Regions from separate parts of the Mus musculus genome. Here region 1 is linked to region 2. Evidence: chromatin contacts called from public HiChIP or PLAC-seq data. All regions are on one chromosome and are shown on one strand. Each heading gives the region's core, a stretch centred on a gene start, on an enhancer-like site or on the middle of the called end of the contact. The rest is flanking DNA. Distances are from core to core; before and after follow the strand shown. Region 1 holds the start of 4930429F24Rik (RIKEN cDNA 4930429F24 gene). Region 2 holds the start of Lrrc1 (leucine rich repeat containing 1).

Region 1 (3,613 bases), core at 1,013-3,512, 2.2 Mb after region 2:
TTTTGCATCTAAGTGTAAAATCTTAGAAGAAATTCATTATCCTATTTATTTTAGAGATGAAGAAACTAACCTTCAGAGAAAGTAAGTCAATTACCCCCCCTGAAATCTAATTAAAGCTGCAGAGCTCAGGGTTTAGGTATGACAGGGAACAGAAGTGTTTTACATCCGAGAAGTTTTTTTTTTTTTTTTTAAAACATTCTGTACGTTTGTATAGTTTTCTCCAGTTGAGCATACCTAATCTCAAACTCTACAATCCAAAATATTCTAAAATCAAAACTTTTCTCCTGCCCAACCTGTTTGGCCCAGAGCTTCATTTACATTTTGGAGCATTTTGGGCTACCTTTGAGTATATCACAAGGCTAAAACCACGAAGATAAAATATATACCAAAAACATACGCTGTGAGCTTGCTCTAGTCAAAATAAAATTTAATAAAAGATTTTTAAAATACACTCTAGATACTATTCTTACTGTCATTAATACTGAAGCACTGTGCAGTTAAAATATATATATATATGTGTGTGTGTGTGTATGTATGTATATATATATATATATATATATATATATATATAAACCAGCTTACTTTAGTAAACTGAACAAAGTCACCAAAGTCCCTAGCTAAAATGACTGGGGACGTCCAATTAAATGTAGTATTTATTTTTAAATTAAGTACACAAAAATATATCTTTACAACAGAAGAAAGCAAGGTTACTCAACATCGATCTTGCCAGTTCAAACAGATGAAAACTCCCTTAATTTGATGGAGGACTTGTGGACGTCCAATACTGTCCGCCACACAGTACTCACATCCTGCTATAAACCCATCTTTACTGATGCGGACGGATAAAAATGCAGTGATTACTGCACCAACACAAATCAAAATGTTTCCCTCAGTAGAGTGTTTCTATCACATCTAAGTAGGATATTCCAAAAAAAAAAAAGTAATGCCAGTGAAATCGTTTATAGCTAGTTTCCAACTTATTTCGTGTGGAATCATTGATATGCATATTTTAAAAATCAAGCAGGAGGAATTAGGACCACTGTGGGGCATAATTAGAAATGAATACCGCCTAAAAACAAACCAGAACTGAAGTTTCATGCCTTTAACTATATCGTGGCCAACAACTAAAAATATCTAATTAGCTCAAAATCAAAGTTACTTGTGTGCGCTCTGTATGACTTAATTTCTTCACAGAAGAATCAATACCTTTATTGACTCCGGGTCCTACACCCAACCAATTTGTTAATCTCTGTGTCCCAGAATAACCCCCGCCCAAATAACAACAGTCTGCCCCTGTGAGTTGCCTCAGAGTTAAACACGTAAATCTAACTCTTTTTCCTCTTATCTCCTCCTAAAAGACATTCACTCTACCTCTCGGAAACCCACGCAAAGCGCCTCCAAAAAAAGTCTCGTCCACCCGACATTCTAGCTGTATTCATTCCATTTCCAGCCAGGTAAACCGAGAGCCAAAGGAAGCGAGCCCACAAAACTGCAAACTCAGAAAAGCCACAGAAGAAACCGAGAAGGCACCAGAGGGCGGGGCCCGCCTGTCACCTTCTGGGAGCCGGGGGATCACTGCCACGCCCCTCCCTCACCTCGATCTCACGGATGTTGTTGGAGGTGACGAAGATGCCGATGCCGATGGGGATGAAGATGAGGCCGATGATGAAGAAGGTGGGCAGCACCGTGCCGGCCGTGAGGATGGGCTGCCAGGCGGGTAGCCGTTGCTGTTTGAAGGCCGTGTTATCCGGCCTCCGGGTCTTGGCGGCGCCCCCGGGAGGACCCGCGGGCCCGCCGTCCACCTCATCCTTCGCGCTATAGTTCATCGCCATCGGCCCCCGGGCTTCGGCTCGGCCACGTCCAGCTGGGCCGCCCAGGGGACTTGCGTGCCGCCGACCCTGACAGGAGACGCGCAGTCACCGCTGCCGCTACCGCCTCCGCCACCCGCGCCGCCACCGGGGAGGCGGAAGAGGCGGGACACGCTTCTGCGGCCGGCCGCTGACCGGAAGCGGGCGTCTTTAGGAGACGCCCCAGGGAGGGAGAGAGAGGAAATGGGGAGATGATTGAGGGACGAGGGGAGGGGAGGGGGAGGAGGATGGAAGGGGGAGGAAAAAGACGGACGCACCCTGATCATCTGCCCTGTGACGACAAAGTGAGGGCTTTAGGCCGGGCGCGCGGCTACGTGAGCGCATGCGCGGCCCGGAGCGACGTCTGCGCACTAGGACGGTAGCGTCTTCGCTTCCCCGGGAGGACGCTTCTGTTGGCGCACACTTCCTGTTGTGGTTATCATGGAGACTTCTGGAGCCGTCAGGTCGGACTCGGTGACCTGGGCTACCTGTAATTTCGGCGCCGGGTTGACTTTTCTTATGACGCCTACGCCTCTTCTGAAGGGAGTTGTAGCGTCCTGGAGTCCACATGTTTAAAAGGATGCAGATCCCTATTGAATTTTAACTCGCCACTCAGTGTGCCTCTATGAATTTAAGTGAGGTATAACATGCGACCCATTTGATATAATAATAATAATAATGATGATGATGATGATGATGCAACCTAGTTTAGCCCTAATCCCTCGCTTCTGATCGATTTTCATTTATTTTTCTGTCTACTTCACATTGGTTTGGGAAGGTTATTGTAAAACATGACAGTGATTCTTTTTTTTTAAACTTGGTAATCAAAAACCAGAACATAATACCACTTGTTTAAAAAGGGGTATTAGTTTTAACCTGCCAAGGAAATTCTCGTTGAGACTATGTGTAATGTCAGCCCTTGAAAGGTAAAGGCAGAGTAATTGAAATTACAAGGCCAGTCTGAGCTACTTAAGAGGCCAGCAGGAAATCCATAGAGAACCTGTCTCAATAAATAAACAATAATTAGTAACTCAAAGACACCAAAGCAGTACAGAGAATACAAAGTGTAGAATTCAACTATAAAGCGTAAGATGCTAACCTCCATTGATTGACTGTAGGCAGGATTTTTTCTTTTCTATATTTTACAAATTTTCTTTTATAAGTGTGTAATTTTGCAAATTTACAAAAAAAATGATTATATAGCATCTACATTTTGAAATTGTGTTTGAAATCCAGACTATCTGACAGTACCTACTTTTAAAAAGTCTTTGTCTACAGTTTTGACTTGCTCCAGTATGTTCTTCTGTGATCTTGGATTTCCCGGCCCCGGGTTTTCCAGACAGGGTTTCTCTGTGTAGACCAGGCTCCCCTCAAACTTGTATAAATCCTCTTGCCTCCTGGGTGTTGTAATTAAAGGCCTGGGCCACCACAGCCTAGCTGATCTCAAATTCTTAAGGCCTCTAGAATCCTTAGGTTTGTATCTTGCTTTAGCAGCCTAAGTTTACCTTCAACCCCATTCAAATGGAAAAGAGTCTGTCATAGAGAGGCTTAGCCTGTTGTCTTAAACGTTCTGTTGGGTAAAATGTTCATCACAGTGTTGGGGATAATCATGGAGTCCTTTTTCTTTCTTTTTCCCCACTCCTGTTTAGATTATCACAGTTAGATGTGTTAGTTCCTTTATTTCTACTCTAGAACTCGGTTTAAATAGTGCTACAACTGAACCTTCAACATACAATTGAAAATATTCAGGGGAAAAAATTGCTTCT
Region 2 (3,519 bases), core at 602-3,101:
ATTTCAAATCCCTTGCAAAGCATTAGGCAACATTTGCTACATTTCAAAAATTATACAACTTAAAGCAATGAGCTTCCCACTTAAGTAAAACACAGCGAAGCTTAAAAACCAGATCATGTGTTTGAAAATGCCTGCAAAATAATACATGCCTGAGGGATCTGGGTGGTTTTCCTACTGAATTAAATTAAGGGCTGGGAGGGGTGCTCTGCAGAGATCCGAGTGAGGGTAATCTTTGTGATTACACAGAGGAGGCCATGGGAACCAAGAAAAGTTAATTCAAGACGAACTTCACTCGAGATGTTGAGAGAAACACACTTGTGATTTTCTAAACTCTGTCAGCACTGGCGATCGTTATCAGTCCGTGTTCCAACAAACCAGACATCTGATCAGAGTTTCTTTGAAAATGGCAGGACATCATCAGCGGTAACAAAGGACAAACAAGGTACTTGCATTCCGAGGCTCGGGCCTTTAGGCTCTCTCCGGGCCTCCCAGCGGACTTCCATTTCCTGCACCTCTGGATTGCCACTGGCTTACTTCCTCCTTACACCTGGGTAAAGGATGCGTCCTCCTTAACAGTTAAAGCTAGAATCCCGAGGCAAATTCAAGGGTTAAAAGTTCAGCGTCTAACCCCAGCAGGGCCTAGAAGCACAATCAGTATCTGTCACAGGCCAAGTTCGGTGCGGCAGATGATTAATTTTCATAAACAACTCTGAAAAGATATGGCATTAGTGATAGGACAGACCCAAGCAAGCTCTGTGGTGGCGGAAAGGCAGCAAGCAGGGCTGACTCGCAGCGGGAGCCACTACACACGTTCATCGCAGTTCCAACCACGCAACAGGTCCACGCACGCAGTGCACCAGCGGCGGGAACCTGGGCACCTGCAGCAGTTCTCCTCCTGCCCAGCACCCCAATGCGGCCACGGGGCTACCGAAGCGGACCAAGCGCCATCTCTCCAGGGCATAGCCCACAGAGATAAGGCCCGGAGCACATTCCTTACAGATGCCAAGATATACTAAAGCTTACTTTCGCGCTGCTGGGTCCCCACATCCTCTGGGACCTGCGTTAGCCCAAAATGAGGAGCTCCAAGCCACTAGCTGGAGAATTGGCTGCTAGCCGATCGCCCCGGGGCGTGATGGGGCGCATGGTCGCCCCCAGCTGGGAACAGTGTGAGCTACCTGGCTTCTCACCTAACCGGCATTAGTTCCCAGACGTGGATCTAAGCCACTTAGTGGACCAGAACGTTTCTCCACTAGCCATGTAACTACTTGTTAAATACCAAGTCTTTCGGTATAAATGAAAAACAACTTTTATTGGAGGATGGGTTTAATCGGGAAGCAGGGGAGGGGGGCACAGGGAGGGCTGAGGGCAGTAGTGGGACCCCGCTGGCCAGAGTCTCCCAGAGCGAAGCAGTCAGCGGAGGAGCGCACGGACCCGGCCACCGCGCCAGGTGAGGCGGGCACTCACCTCGGGGAGCTCCCGGAGCTGGTTGGCGTCCAGCAGCAGCTCCTCCAGGCTGCGGGCATAGCGGTAGATCTCCTCGGGGACGTAGACCAGCGAGCAGTGGCGCTTGTCGATGGCCTCCACATGACGGTTGCACCGCCACAGGGGAATGCAGTGGAACATCGCCGCCTCCACCACCAGAGCCGTGTCCCGCCGAGCCGCGGAGCCCGGGGCTCGGAGCCCGCTCCGCCCGGCCGCCCCGCTGCTCCCCGCCCGCCGCCCGCTCCAAGCTCGTTGCTGGCTCCAAGCTCGCTCGCGCCTCGCAAGGACTCCACCGTCCCGAACGTTCTGAGGAAGCCGCGGGAACCCTCGCCGCGTCCCGCGCCTTCGCCACAGTCGCGAGCGTCCCCTCCCACCGCCCCCTCCGCCGCGCTCCGCTTCCTACTCGCGGCCGCCGCGCACTGGGCATGCGCACTCGGCGGCACGCAGAGGGCGTGTCCCGGCCGGGGATGCTCCGCTCCGGGTTTTCCTGGAGACCCGGCTCCCGGGAGGGTCGGGAGACGGTGCTCCTGCGGTCCTCTCCTCCGCGGGGAGTCGCACAGTGTGCGATTCTGGAGGGAGCCGCGCCCCAAAAAGCTCCTAAGGAGGGCAGGGACCGAAGGCCAGAAGGAGCAGAACAACTTCGGAGTTTTCATTTTACTCACCGTGCTTTTTTTTTTCTTGCTCCCCTTCCCCAAAACAACTTTCTCTTCCGGGGTCAGGAAGTACCGCCCCGCCGAGTACCTTGAGCGCGGGGTAATGAAGGAGTCGGTTCTGGCTTTCCGACACCCCCTCCTCCTAACCCCCGTTTGTGCCCTGTGTCTGCGCACACTCGCTGGCAGGCCCTACGACCTGAGAGCATCTTTGGTGAGCAGGACTTATCTGAGATGTACGTGTCACCAACTTCCTGGTGCCAACAAAAGCATGGATGTCCGTCTTCAAAAATCTTCTAAAAGATGCTCCGAGAAGAAAGGAGATGGCAAAGGTGCGCTTCAGCATTAGCTCCACCTTAGCCAGATGTGCTTTGGGGGCTAACCTGGGCTGAGGTACAGAAAGCACTGGTGCAGGAAGGCAGATGAACCTCCAATAGCTGGCTCCTGTATTTCTTCAACAGCACCCTGCGTCTTACAAAGGGGAGATTGCAACCCACGCTGTAGTTTGGGGCGGGGAGCCCCAAATTTCTTCCTTTGCTCCTCAGAGGTTCCCGTTACCACAGCCAGACATTTGAACCCCTTTTCTTCTGTTTTCAGAGTCAACGATACAAACTAACCAAACTCACTCCACATGAACAGTTGATGACTCCGTTTTAGGCCAAATACAATAGCTAATAGACTGTTTTAAGAGTCTTCTCTGACTCCCCACCCAGCAAAGGAAGCCTTATGCTCCCTCAGCTCAAATCTGGAGTCACCAACATCACAATATGCAGAAGATTGAAAATTGAGCTTGCTTAGTAACCAAGGCAGAGTTTGCTCTGAAACTTTTTTTCATTGTCTCTTCAGTATTTTTAACTGCACAGGGCACTTGCCCAGGGGGAGAGGGGGAGAGATACATAAAGGTTTCGTCTCTATCAGGAGGATCTCTTGTCTTGATTGATGAAGGAGGAAATTTGACCTGTTTTTACCTCAGGATTATCACCTAGACTTGATGGTTACAGCCAGTACCTAATTCCTGCCACTATGCTGACTTCACTTTTTAACCTGACTTGGTGCCTGCATTCTTGAGGCGGACTTTGAGCCTCCACTCCTCCTTCATTCTTGCATTCCAGAAGTGTGTATAAAGCCCATGTCCTGCCACCTCCCATGAAAAACTCTGATTCCTGATTGAGACATCCAAGAAGATACGTCACTAACTTTGTGGGTTTTCCAGCTGGTTTTTTTTTTTTTAAGTTATAGAAAGCTGAGCTACTCAGTTTAATGTTGTTGTATTTTGTTTTGTTTTGTTTTTCAGAAATACACTAGGTTGTTTTAATAAATGATTAGTATGTTTTTAACATATGTCTGGTCTTTTAAGGATTCCAACCTGAATAAGCATTCCTTATTC

What was found. HiChIP or PLAC-seq counts read pairs in DNA pulled down with a chosen protein or histone mark.
Region 1: an H3K27ac HiChIP or PLAC-seq map of thymic regulatory T cells shows a contact between it and region 2, with 11 times the contacts expected there. The contact joins the promoter of 4930429F24Rik here to the promoter of Lrrc1 in region 2. A contact is called at or near these places in 1 of 484 Hi-C or Micro-C datasets (muscle stem cells) and 1 of 115 datasets of contacts at active chromatin or transcription factors (thymic regulatory T cells).

The regions. Positions count from the first base shown.
Region 1 is chr9:79,791,379-79,794,991 of GRCm38.p6, forward strand. It overlaps 4930429F24Rik (RIKEN cDNA 4930429F24 gene), which reads left to right and starts at 2,263. Exons shown (of 3, transcript NR_040734.1): 1 at 2,263-2,487. It overlaps Tmem30a (transmembrane protein 30A), which reads right to left and starts at 2,052. Exons shown (of 7, transcript NM_133718.4): 1 at 1,596-2,052. The coding sequence starts at 1,832.
Region 2 is chr9:77,543,001-77,546,519 of GRCm38.p6, forward strand. Lrrc1 (leucine rich repeat containing 1) reads right to left here and starts at 1,852. Exons shown (of 14, transcript NM_001146048.1): 1 at 1,465-1,852. The coding sequence starts at 1,623.